Linked DNA regions of Sus scrofa: region 2 is linked to region 1. A link is a contact called in public promoter capture Hi-C data. All regions are on one chromosome and are shown on one strand. The core of a region is the stretch at or near the end of the contact, and the rest is flanking DNA. Distances in the headings are between cores, read along the strand shown. Region 1 overlaps KIF13A (kinesin-like protein KIF13A). Region 2 overlaps KIF13A (kinesin-like protein KIF13A).

Region 1 (6,285 bases), core at 2,665-5,164:
ATTAGCGGGGGTGGGGGGGGGGAGCAAAATAAACACTCAGAAATGAATGCTAAAGAGCGGCATGAAATAGGTTTATGATATGTCAAGTGAAAAGACAACCACCACCACCCAGGGTGTGTCTACTAAAATTGCACTAAAGGAGTTCCCATTGTGGCTCAGCCGTATGAACCCAACTAGTATCCATGAGGATTCAGTTTGATTTCTGGCCTCCTTCAGTGCGTGAAGGATCCAGCATTGTCATGAGCTGTGGTATAGGTCACAGACGCAGCTCAAATCCCATATTGCTGTGGCTGTGGTACAGGCCGGCAGATGCAGCTACGATTTGACCCCTAGCCTGGGAACTTCCATATGCCAGAGGTGTGGCCCTAAAAAGACAATAAATACATAAATAAATAAAATAAATAAAATTGTACTAAAAATTAAAAAATGATCAAAGAATGCTCCAGGATATAAAAATAGCAGAATAAATCTCAGCTTGGCCTATTACCAAATCATTACAAATACGAAATAGGATTTAATTAACAAATTTAACTTGTATACCTTCATTGTTTATGCTAAGAAGAAAAAAAATTAACTTTTTGTCAACCCCCCTGTTTTCAGTGCACTTCACATATTCTATATCATTGGATCCTTGCAATACCCAGGTATGATAGGTATGGATTGTGCTCAGTAAAGAGATGGGGGGAGTGCTCTGAAAGAGTAAGTCATTTGCCCAAGATGGGGCCACCAGTGAGGGGCAGGGCCTGGGTCTGTGGGTGTGGACTCTCAACGGGCTGAGGCCCAACCATAATCTGTGACTCACCCTGTGTGGAACTGGGAGTCAGTTACTCCCACCTTTGGGATTAACTGTAGAATTTACACTTTGGTCAAAGTATGGCTGTTTTTTTGAAATTCCAGTGAACACTTGCAAAAAGATTGCAGGCAGTTCCCACTGTGGCTCAGTGGGTTAAGAACTCCACATAGTGTCTGTGAGGATGTTGGGTTTGATCTCTGGCCTCACTCAGTGGGTTAAGGATCTGGCATTGCTGTGAGCTTTGGCAGAGGTCACAGATGTGGCTCAGATCTGGTGTTGCTGTGGCTGTGGTGTGGGCCTGCAGCTGCAGCTCGGATTTTACCCCTAGCCTGGGAACTTCCATATGCTGCAAGTGGGGCCGTAGAAAGGAAGAAAAAAAAAAAAAAAAAAGGCAAAGGTCTTATTAAATAAGGTGCTGAGGTATGAGTAGACGTGTCAACATAATATGTAACTTCTAATAATCTTGATAAAACGTACAGATCATAGGAGCTCCTGCCATGGTACAGTGGGTTAAGAATCCAACTGAAATGGCTCGGGTTCCATCCCAGCCTGGTGCAGTAGATTAAAAGGATCCAGCATTGCCGCAGCTGCAGCGTAGATTACGGCTGTGGCTCAAATTTAATCCCTGGCCCGGAAACTTTCATATGCTGTGGGTGTGGCCATAAAACAAAAAAAAAATTACAGATTACACTGACACCTCTAGTTACCTCATAGACATGGAAATAAAATAAATGTGACTAAAAAAAAAAAAAAAAAAAACACTACTCTTTTTTATTTCCACTAAATGTATATATATGCTTTCCAAAAAGTCAAGTTCTTTTACTTAGTTACATTTGACAGAATTCAGATTTATTGTATTTAATAAAGTTTTCATTTTAACTAGGACAAAAAAAAACTGGGAAACACAAAATGGAATATGAAAAAATAGAAAATAATTATACTGTGTTTCTGAAAAGAATTCTTCTCCTTTCCATCCCTAAATAGCTATTCCAAAGCACAATTTATAAAAGGACAAATATAAAAGAACTATAAAGTTCATGTATTTTTACAAATCTAAGCAAGAGTGGATACTAGAGAGACTGGAATCCACGTTATCACTATGGCTTCCGTGTCTCTAGGGAAATTTATTCTCTTTTAAGACAAGAAATTATGAGCACTTTCCCACCTCTACAAAGACACATCAACATTAGCATTTTTTAATAGCTCTGCTTAGCTTCCACTGTATAGTTAACTAACACAATCAGTGCCCTATTATAGTTATTTAGATTATTTCCTTTTGCTTTTGCTTTCTGCAAAATTTATCCTTACATATTTATTTTTATGCACTTCTCTATTGACTTTACTAGGCACAACTCCAAAATATCAAATTACTAACTCCTCCACAATGCATGACTCTTTTTCTCCACCTTCAACAACAGTGGCTATTATTCCTCTTGGCTTCACTAAGTCAATAGGAAAAAAAAAGCCTCATTGTGTTAAATTAAGATTTTTGTTTCCTTAGTTTATTGCCCATTAATATTTGTTCTTTAGTAAACTGATGATTTGGGTCCTATGTATATGTTTATAAATCACTAGGGTTGGTCATTGATTAAGTATTAATTTCGAAATGCCTATCATATGTTAAGGATATTTAACCTTTGGTCTATTGTATGTTGGACATATTTTTCCCAGTCTGTTATTTACCTTTCAGTCTTTTGTTGTTCTTTGTCATACAAAAGCTTTTGGTCTTTCGTATTTAAATCTCTCATCTTTTCCTTTATGATTTTTGTCTATGGTATATGTTATGCTTCCAAAATCCTTCTGGATTATTATTATCCAAATTACATAACTATCCACCCACACTTTCTTCTAGTTTTGTTTCTGGTTTTTACAGTTTTATTTCCAAACTTGAACTTGACTCCTTACCAGCGGTGTAACCTTGAGCAAGATCTCAGTTCCTTCATTAGTATAACAGCAATAATAGTTGCTCTCTTACTGGGTTGCTGGTATGATTTAATAAGGCACTTCAGTAAAGCACTTTCCATAGTGCCTGGCCATTATACATCCATAATATATTTTCATTAATATCCATAATTAATGCCATCCCTTAAATTTTTAACCAACTATAATTAATTTTGGTATAAGAAGGGGGAAATCATCTAATTTTTTTCCCTAAATAGTTCCTTCATCTTTGCAACAATTGTGTGAAGCAATCTAATTTTAAAGATAAAAGGAAAGACCTTTATTCTTAGAAAAAAAAATTAAAGGGGTCATTCACTGCTATTTCTCTAGCTCCCCTAGAGGGTCCCCTTTTTTAAAATAACAATAAAATATCTCAGAAAGGTATAGGGGAAAAGCAACTTAATAAATCATTTCAATAAAATTGTGAATAGAAACAAACTCCATAGAGCTCCCCTTATTCGTTTTATTCTGGTGCCTTTGCAGCTCTGTGAATCCCTGGCTGGGGTGATACTTAATCAGTTCTTTGGTTTGGTGACCTTCAGGGCACTGCTGGGACAATAAATGATTATTTTTAAGAAAGCCAAGACTGTTAACCAAACTAAAGATGTACATTCTATACAGTCTTGGTCCTTCTCAGCATAAACCAGTTTGCCTTTTCCATGCAACACAAATGGTGGCTACATTTCACTCTGTGATGGAGAGAAAATATTAACTATCAAAGACCCTTATATGGTCTATTATGGAGAGTCTGGTTTATCCAAAAGACTGAAGGGTTTTTGTTTTGTTTTGTTCCTTTCTATTTTTTAAACACAGCAGTCCTTTTTTTCAGCATAGGAAAAAATGACTGGCCAACCGCTTTTCGAAGTTTAGTTCACAAAAAAAAAAAAAAAAAAGGAACTGTTTCTGCTGGATGGTGGGAATCACGGAGTCCATAAAAGATTCAATCTCCCCACCCTTAATGTTTCCCAACCACAGTTCACATTCAAACAGAACGAAGTGCCACTTGTCTGGAGGACTGCGTACCAGCCCAAAGTGAAAGTTCAGAGGTCGTGAAGGAAGCAGGAAGGTCTATGAACATGTGTTTCTATCCCAGACAAATCAAACAAAGGCGCAACACGGTCCACCCCAGAGCCTTGTGGCTTTTGCACAGGACCAATGCCGAAGAGGAGGCGGCCACGCTTCAGATGTCAGCTCCATGTGCCTGGCTCGGGGAATCCACAGGGCAAACCTGACCTCACTTGTTCATAACCATGACCGAGATGCCAATTTCCTCTGTGAGGTTTATGATTAGGCTCCTGTAGCTGTGTGGACAAGTCTTAAAACACAGGCATGCCCAAAGCAACCCACAGTACAATGTCAGGACAATAGAGAGGGTTCCTGTATGTAATATTTACAAGCAAAGTCACAGATCTGACCCACCCAACCCTGAGTCACACAGCACACAGATCTCTGAAAAGCCAACACTTTGAGTCTACACACTTGTGCATCATCTGTTCCTACTGGGAATAGCAGCAGTGGCCCCAAAGCGACTAGGCTTGTGTACTGGGAGCTGAGTAACCAAGGTAATTCTCTCTAGAGCAGGGCCCTGACAGCAAAGCACAGAAGAGAAGGAAGGGAAAGTGCCCACCACACATACAACACCAGACTCCTAAGGAGGAACAGGGTGAAACATCACAGTGGGCTATGCTCTAGGAAATGGGGGAACAAAAGAAGAGGGCAGAACCTTGTCTTACCCACAATCTGCATTAAACGAGGCAGCCTCCCACAGGTCACAGCTGAATAAGACACTGAGCGTGGCACTACACGGTTGGACACGACAAAGCAGCGAAGTGGGAGAGCAGTGATCAAATCATGTCAAGATTTTAACATGATTTGATCACTTTAAACAGAATCTCCAGTTTTCCTTCTTTTCCCCATCTCTTTTCTCACTGGAGTTAGAGTGGGGGAAAAATGGTTAAGTTCAATATTTATGATTTGGAATTCTTGCGCCTGCACATTTGCAAGGGTGTTTTTCCACTTGTAAACAAGACTAATGGCCCTAGCGATTTTGATGAGTCTGGGCTCGGCAGGTGGCCCAGCTCCAAATGGGAGCACCTGGACAGTGCAAGACCTGTCAGGTTCCTCTCACACACCCAAAGGGGTAAAGAATGTCTAACACAGATGGGGTTTCAGCCAATCTCTCCAATGGTACTACTCTCAGCAATTGTACGTGTGGTGCCTTTACACCTAGTTTAAGTGGAATGACCCCAAACTACAGAGTTTAGATAAAGGAACTAGGGCTTTAAGGAGTGACTTGATGATGAGACTGAAGTTTCACTCAACTGTAGAAGTTTGCCACTGAGGGTCCTGGAACCCAAGAACCTGGACCATGAGGGTAAAGGCAGGTGTCCAGGAGCCATCAGAGATCAGTGTCCCCGCCCTCAGGAATCTTTGCAGCACAGCCTGGGTGACTCACCCAGATGAATGTCTCCACCCCAGGGACAGCACTGGGGCCAGTCATGAGCTGGCAGTGAACCTCAGCTCCTTTTATTGCGGATAAAGTGGCTGAGTCACGGAGGAGGAGATCAGGCAGTGGGGCCCGGAGGGAAGAGCTGGAGGATGGTCTTGCGGAGGATGCAGCTTGGACCCACGCGGGCAGGTGTTTTCACACACACACCTGCTGACCAAGGAGCTGCTCTCCATCTCTACCTGCTCAGCAGCGTTTACCGCTGTCTCTCTCTGACTCAGAAGCAGACTTGACTCAACATCTCTTCTGGACTGTGGGGAACACAGGATTTATAGCACTTGAGGGGCGGTGAAAACAAAGCCCAACCCAAACACAGGCATCCAGGACTCAGAGAACTTCTGACAGGAAGGACAGCACTATTTGTATTATTTCTGGCCTGATTCCCAGCCAGAGACTCCACTCTGATTTCCTAAGCACGGCCTTTTGTTGGGATGGGAGGGAACAGAGGGTTTCTCAGGACTGCAGTAGAACCCATAAAATCTTCACACCTAATAGTCACGGACCCAAAGCCACATGTGCCACTGCTTTTGGCTTTCTCAGCCTTTCTGAGCCTCCGTTTCATCATCTGTAAAATGGGGATGGTGTCCGTTTCTACTGATGGGGACATGTGAAAAGTAAATGACCTGCTGCAGGCAAAGGGAGGAGCACAGCGCTGGGAACCTAGTGCTCAGGACTCCACTGTCTATTGTTGCTGTTATTATCCACCCTCTAAATACACTGAACTAAGTTGAGTGATGTCTCTGGGTGCCAAGAAATTCTCTAAGGAAGAGATGCAGATGAAGAAAGGCAAGTGGAAGAAGGCGGCCTTGGGTGGAATTAAAAATCTGAGAGGAGGGAGTTCCCATCATGGCTCGGCAGTTAACGAAACAGACTAGTATCCATGAGATTGTGGGTTTAATCCCTGGCCTCACTCAGTGGGTTAAGAATCCGGCGTCGCCATGAGCTGTGGTGTAGGTTGCCTACGCGGCTCAGATACCAAGTTGCTGTGGCTGTGGCATAGGCAGGCCGCTGTAGCTCTGATTCAACCCCTAGCCTGGGAACCTCC
Region 2 (6,285 bases), core at 1,181-3,680, 71 kb after region 1:
GATTCCCAAAAAGCAATGCCAGCTCTGGAAGCCCGACACAGGCCAGGGGCCTTGACCTGCACCACAGAGTGAGGGTCTGAGCAAGGAGGAAGCCTATGAGAATGCGAAAGTGAGAAAACGGCAGTAGACAACACCAACATCCCATGAAGATTCTGCTGAATTTCACCAAGTTATTTCCCAAGTTTCTGGAACACATACCTTTTGAAAATCTTTCCCAGCCCCATGGAAACCACAATAGAAAATCAGAGTAAAGTTGAGCTTTTTATTTGCTCAAGGTTATCCAAAAATCTAAGCTGGGAAAAAAAAAAAAAAAAAAAACCCTCAATTCATGGTAAGATAAGAATATCTGCAATCTATCATTGTTACCTTATAAAACAGATAATCTTTGTGACCTTGGCACATTGCTGAATTTTTCTGGGCCTCAATTTCCTCTTCTCGAAGAGTGATATGATTGGAGAAAGTGACCCAAAGAGCTGTCGAGTGATGGCAACAAAAGAAACCCAGGGCTGTGTCCTGATAAGAAGATGTTGCAGCATCTCTTAAAGATTTATTGGCTAGCACTCTCTCTCCTCAACAACAAAGACAAGAATACATTCCAACTAGATTCTTCTTTGTGAGAAATTTCACAAGTAGAGCTATACATGGTATGTCAGGCACAGGATGAAAGACATCGTGAAGAAACAGGTACCATGCAGACCGGAGCCAGAGTGCCCAGGCAGGTACCAGCCAAGGGACGTTCACAAATCACCCACCACTGAGCCTCAGCCTCCTCATTCGGAAGACGGGATTAACAGAGTTTCCTGAGGATTAAATGATTATGTAAAGTGCATAAAACCGTTTATATAGGTTTTAGCTATTACGATGATCAATAATATTGTTAATAATATTGGACATTCACAACGGGCAGAGGCTAGGAGGTGGCTATGGTCTGGAAACCTCATTAAAGTGTAACATGTGTGCAAGAAAACAAACTATGTACTTAGGCAAATCGGGATCACCAAAAAGGCAGAGGATGGATGGGTTCAGGTAGGTAAGTATGCTAATCCCACCTAAATCCTAGCAGAGGCTAGCTTCCACATTGTTTACTCCAGCAGTGTCCTTCAAGGCGCAACCTCTCAACTCCCAACTAGAGATCAAAGGTGAAGCAGCTCAGAGGAAAGACCTGAGGCTACAGGTCAGAGGAGAACCTGCGTTCAAATCCTAGCACTTCTACTTCTGAGCTCTCTGGCTCCCAACAAATTGCTTCAACTGAGATTTATGGCCCTGGTCTCACAAAATGATACACTTTCATTTACAAGACTGTTACACACCTGGCACAGGAACAGCCCCATCACAAGTGATCAACGAAATGTTAGTAATAATGTGAAGTCTTTTTTTTTTTTTTTTTGCCTTTTGTCTTTTTAAGGCCACACCCATGGCAAACGGAGGATCCCAGGCTAGGAGTTGAATCCAAGCCGTAGCCACATCTGTGACCTACACCACAGCTCACAGCAATGCCAGATCCTTAAACCCCCGAGTAAGGCCAGGGATTGAACCCACGTTCTCATGGATACTAATCGGGTTCATTAACCACTGAGCCACGACAGGAGTTCCAACGTGAAGTCTTCAAAAGGGAGGAAGTACCTCAAATAAAAGTTCTAGTGAAAGTGCAGTAACTGTGAAGGAGGAAAAACAGTGCATCAGATCATCAACAGTTTTTCTGTTTTGATGCAGGAAAAGTGTGTGTAGACCCGTAGGCACCAGGAGGATGAAAGCAGCCTACGTTAGGCAGAGGACCCAAAGGAGGGAAAGGGCTACGCCAGACCCAGGCCAAGCCACAGAATTCAAGGATTTTCTCAGAGGCTACCCTCCTTGAAAACAAAAACCATGCACAGAACTATTTTTTTTTTGTCTATGGGTTACAAAAACAGTTTGCGGTCTTCTGCTTTCACGTTTCTTCAACGTTTGTTTTGCTTTAATTGCAGGCTTTGTTTCTTTAGAAGTTAACCATATCACCTGTATTAATAATAATAGCAATCTGTAGTACCAGCATCCATTTGCTGGGGTCAAAATTCCTGAAGCCATCGCTCCCCACATCAGGTAACTAGGAAATATAAGACAGAACACATCTCTCACGGATGTTTCCCCATCCGTAATCTGTCCGCCTCTTCTGGCCAGAGAGTGATGTGACGTAAGTTTCATTCATGCAAAGCTCTCTGGTTTGATTCTACAATAAAATCATTTTTGCACGGCTGTTTTCCCTGCAGTAGACAAATGTCATACACAGTTCACAAGAGAAGGGCTCTTGAAAACAATCTCCAGCAGCAAACCCTGGTAACACAAGCACAAAGTAAGGGTAGAAAATGAACGAGACTGGCCACAGGGAGAACTGCTGTAAGAGAATGACAGAAAGGGAACTTCCCGTGAGGCGCAGAGGGTTAAGGATCCAGCATTGCCACAGTTGTGGTGCAGGCTGCAACTGCTGGCACAGGTTCAACCCCTGGCCAGAGAACTTTTACATGCCATGGGTGCAGCCAAAATAAAAAAGACAGAAAGTTAAAAGAAGGAATGGAACCATAATAATTAGGGCCCTGCTCTGAAAATAAAACCACATTGATAATACATTTTAATGTGGAAGAGACGAAAAGTTCTGGTTTTGACTCAGAGCAGATACTTCCTGAAATTATTCACAGTAAAAAAAAAAGGGGGGGGGAGGGATAAAAGAAATGTTATACTCCTCTTGAAAGAGTAATTCAATCAGGTTTTCCAACCTCGTTTTTTACCCTTAGACATTTTAGGTTATTTATATGGCCTTTTAACTGCATGACATGGATAATAAATGGCATCCTTCCCCTGCCTGAAGGAGGGGGATGTTAAAAAAAAAAAAAAAGGCAGAAAATGCCTTCAGTTTTCTTGTATATTAGAATAACTCTTCTACAAAGCAGATTTGTAAGGAAACGACAAATGAAGAGATCAGCAACAACATGAATGATAAAACCCCACAACTGGCCTGTCTAAAGTTCTACTCCAGGTTCCAAAAACATCTCCAGTTGTTCACGTTCTCATACACTGAAGAGAGCGGGCTGAATTGTGATACAGTCAAACAGGAAGAGATTCTATGAAACTTTAAGTCAATCCTCAGCAAGCGGCATGAACAAATCTATAAACTTTACTGAGAGCCGTGCAAACAAGCGTCAGTGACCAACTCTAAGAGCAGTATATCTGCACTGACCCAAGAAGGAGTGAATTAAAGATAATTCACACAAAGCTGATGTCCTACCTGTAACAACTCTATAGTGGAGACTATTAATCACTCTGGAAATTTTTATACCAAGTCTTGATTCCTCCTCTTTTCAGTTTCTATTAAATTTAGACGTTGAAACAGAAATCAAAAATTCTGGATGACCTCACACTGGTTTTGCTGTCAAAAACAATAAACTCTCCAAAGAGAAAACATTTTTGTTGGATTTTTCGACCATTTCCTCACCTCGCTCTCCTCTCCAGATCTCATCAAGTAATCCCATTACAAAAACACAATAAATAACATTTTAAAAAATCATGCTATTTAAACAAGCAGAATAAAAGAAATAAAAAGGTTGGACCCAGTAAAAGACACACAGCCTGTATAGTCTCCTGGATTCTTGGAATAGTGAAAATAATAAAATGAATGGGAAGCAGAAAAGGAGTAGAAATCAGAACAATCAAGCTGGCCATTTAGATTTTACAGTTTATTGATTTCCTGAGTGGGGGGAAATACTGTATTCCTTTCCAATATGAACAGTGTTAGTAAACGGTGTTTCTAGGTATTACTGAAACACAAACTCACAAAACAGAAGCAGTGGTCCAAGTTTTCTTTTCTTGTCTTTTTAGGGTCAGACCTGAGGTATATGGAAGTTCCTAGGCTAGGGGCTGAATTGGAGCCACAGCCACAGCAACACCAGATCTGAGCCTCATCTGCAACCTACATCACAGCTCACGGCAACGTAGGATCCCCAATCCATTGAGCAATGCCAGGTATCAAACTTGCATCCTCATGGATACTAGTCCAATTGGTTTCCACTGTGTCACAACTGGAACACTGGTCCAAGTTTCCTTTTCTTATTTTCTTTCCTTTATTTACAAGATTTTGATTTTTTTCTACTGTAGCTGATTTACCATCGGTTCAAGTTTTCTTGATCCATTTTTACCTTAAACACACAGCATTAGAAATGCCTTTTTTTCCAATGGGAAATACCAACCAGTTCAACCTGCCCACTGAGCTCCTGACTAAAAGCCTGGCCCAGCGGCTTTATAACCACGTTTAGATAAACGGAGTCAGCTCACGGAGTGTCTTTCAGGTCTCACTTTCAGGCTGACTTTTATCTTATGACAATGCAATGTAACCATGGAAACATAGGACCTAGAGTTGTATTTTCTCTTATAAACAAAGAGAGCTGCTTTTTATAACTCAGTTCCATGTAAATTTTGTCATTTGGGGTCAATTTTATGTTTCTAAAGAATGGAGGAAATAAGCACTTAAGTGGAAAAGAATAATAAGAGGAAAAAATTTTAATAAAACCCAGGGCAGATTTTTCTTTGTAATTACACAGGAGGCTATATTTCGCTCACTACTGCCCAATGGCCAGAGGGCGCTAGCCTTCTTCAAATCCTTAAGTGACCCTGGTGAGGGGAGGGAGGCACTCACTAGCAGGTGGTCATGGGAGAAGCCTCAGCCAGCTGTGGACCAGAGACAAGGGAGTCTGAACACTGCCTCGTTCCTAATTTAGGAACCCTGAACTCTCCCCAGGCTACATGCTTCCATGGCTAGAAAGTCAAATAAGATGTTCTGGCAATATCCTAATATCATTAAACACAGACTCCCCGGTAATGTCACAATAAAAAGACAGCATATAAAAAAATGCCCTTGTGCTACCTGCATGTCACAAAACAGAGCCAATGTCCAATGTAGAAACTGACCTAATTTTTAAAAAAAAATTTTTAAAGCGATACACAAATATATCAATCTCCCAGGGATGAGAACGCTCACCTTGCCACCAGGTAAATCCTGAACTGGCTTAGCTGCAACACCTGAAGCAAGTTTCTTTATACTTGGAAATTCGGGTTTCTTATCACTCTAAGGGCAACAGAAACTTCACTTGTTGAACCAAAATGAATATTCAATAAATGAAACTTCATTTTTGGCTATTTTGGTCATTTTCATCATTTGCCTGGGGAAGATGGAGGAGCATTAAAAGGCCGATATGTTACCTGTGGTTCTCCCTCATGGAGGTGGGAGTGCAGGTATTTTTTTTTTCTTGTCTTGTCTGTGCTTTTCCACAGTTCTCAAATTTTCTACAATGAACACTTTAACACCTTAGTAATTTTTTCTTTAATTAGTCACTTTCTAAGTTCCTGTCATGGCTCAGGGGTTAACAAACCCAACTAGGATCCACGAGGATTCGGGTTCGATCCCTGGGCTAAGGATCCTGCGTGGCCATGAGCAGGATGGCCATGAGCAGACGTGGCTTGGATCTCGAGTTGCTGTGGCTGTGGCTGTGGCGTAGGCCAGTGGCTATAGCTTCAATGTGACCCCTAGCCTGGGAACCTCCACACGGTGCAGGTGTGGCCCTAAAAAGATCAAAGGCTAAAATTAAATTAAATTAAATTAAATTAAAATGTCATGATCAGATGCTGAAGAATTATTCTCTTCAGGAAAAAAAAAAAAAAAAAAAAAAGATTCCTGCTTAGCTTCCTCCTGTCCTTGGCAGATAATTCCTGCTAAGGAAAGCCAGTTTGAGGCCCAGAGCAGTAGGAAACAAAAAAACCCTGAGTCCCCAGAGAAATTCAGTGCCACTGACCTCTGGCTCAGCTGCACCTCTGCTGTGGGGGGAGGGGGGTTGCAAGGAAACCCAGGCATACAATCCTGTGGGAAGCTGGGGCCTCAGGGCAACGGACAAACAATCCTCACTAAGTGATCTGGGGATGGGACTGTGCAGAAAAAATTTTTATGCACCCAAGTGATTGTAACATAGCCTGAGATAGAGAATGGTGGTTACCCTAGAAGGTCCATGAACCTCTGAGCACCACGCTCCAGAAGGAGAAACTTCAGTTCTCTCAAAATCCAGAACTCTCTCCCTGATCTATAGAAGAGGGAAGGGGGAGAGGTGGCGACAAGACTGTACCTTGAAAACAAAATTTTTTATCTTCTTCAATGTACATAGGTGTACAACAAAAAACTGACCAGGACTTCCCGTCGTGGTGCAGCAGAAATGAATCCAATTAGGAATCATGAGGTTGCAGGTTTGATCCCTGTCCTTGCTCAGTGGG

What was found. Promoter capture Hi-C pulls out the DNA fragments that hold promoters and counts their contacts.
Region 2: a contact with region 1 is called in a promoter capture Hi-C map of liver, with 2.3 times the contacts expected there. The contact joins two enhancer-like sites. A contact is called at or near these places in 1 of 5 promoter capture datasets (liver) and 2 of 47 Hi-C or Micro-C datasets (embryonic fibroblasts and skeletal muscle).

What each region holds. Positions count from the first base shown.
Region 1 is chr7:13,591,312-13,597,596 of Sscrofa11.1, forward strand. All of the region lies in intron 4 of KIF13A (kinesin-like protein KIF13A), which reads right to left. Among named protein-coding and RNA genes, the nearest start is that of KIF13A, 120 kb to the right of the region's middle. Within about 2 kb of position 3,915, at least 37 of the 83 cell types and tissues checked have an H3K27ac peak or open chromatin away from gene starts, as enhancers often do. A contact at or near this core is called in liver, where this site is marked.
Region 2 is chr7:13,663,706-13,669,990 of Sscrofa11.1, forward strand. All of the region lies in intron 2 of KIF13A (kinesin-like protein KIF13A), which reads right to left. Among named protein-coding and RNA genes, the nearest start is that of KIF13A, 50 kb to the right of the region's middle. Within about 2 kb of position 2,431, at least 4 of the 83 cell types and tissues checked have an H3K27ac peak or open chromatin away from gene starts, as enhancers often do. A contact at or near this core is called in liver, where this site is marked.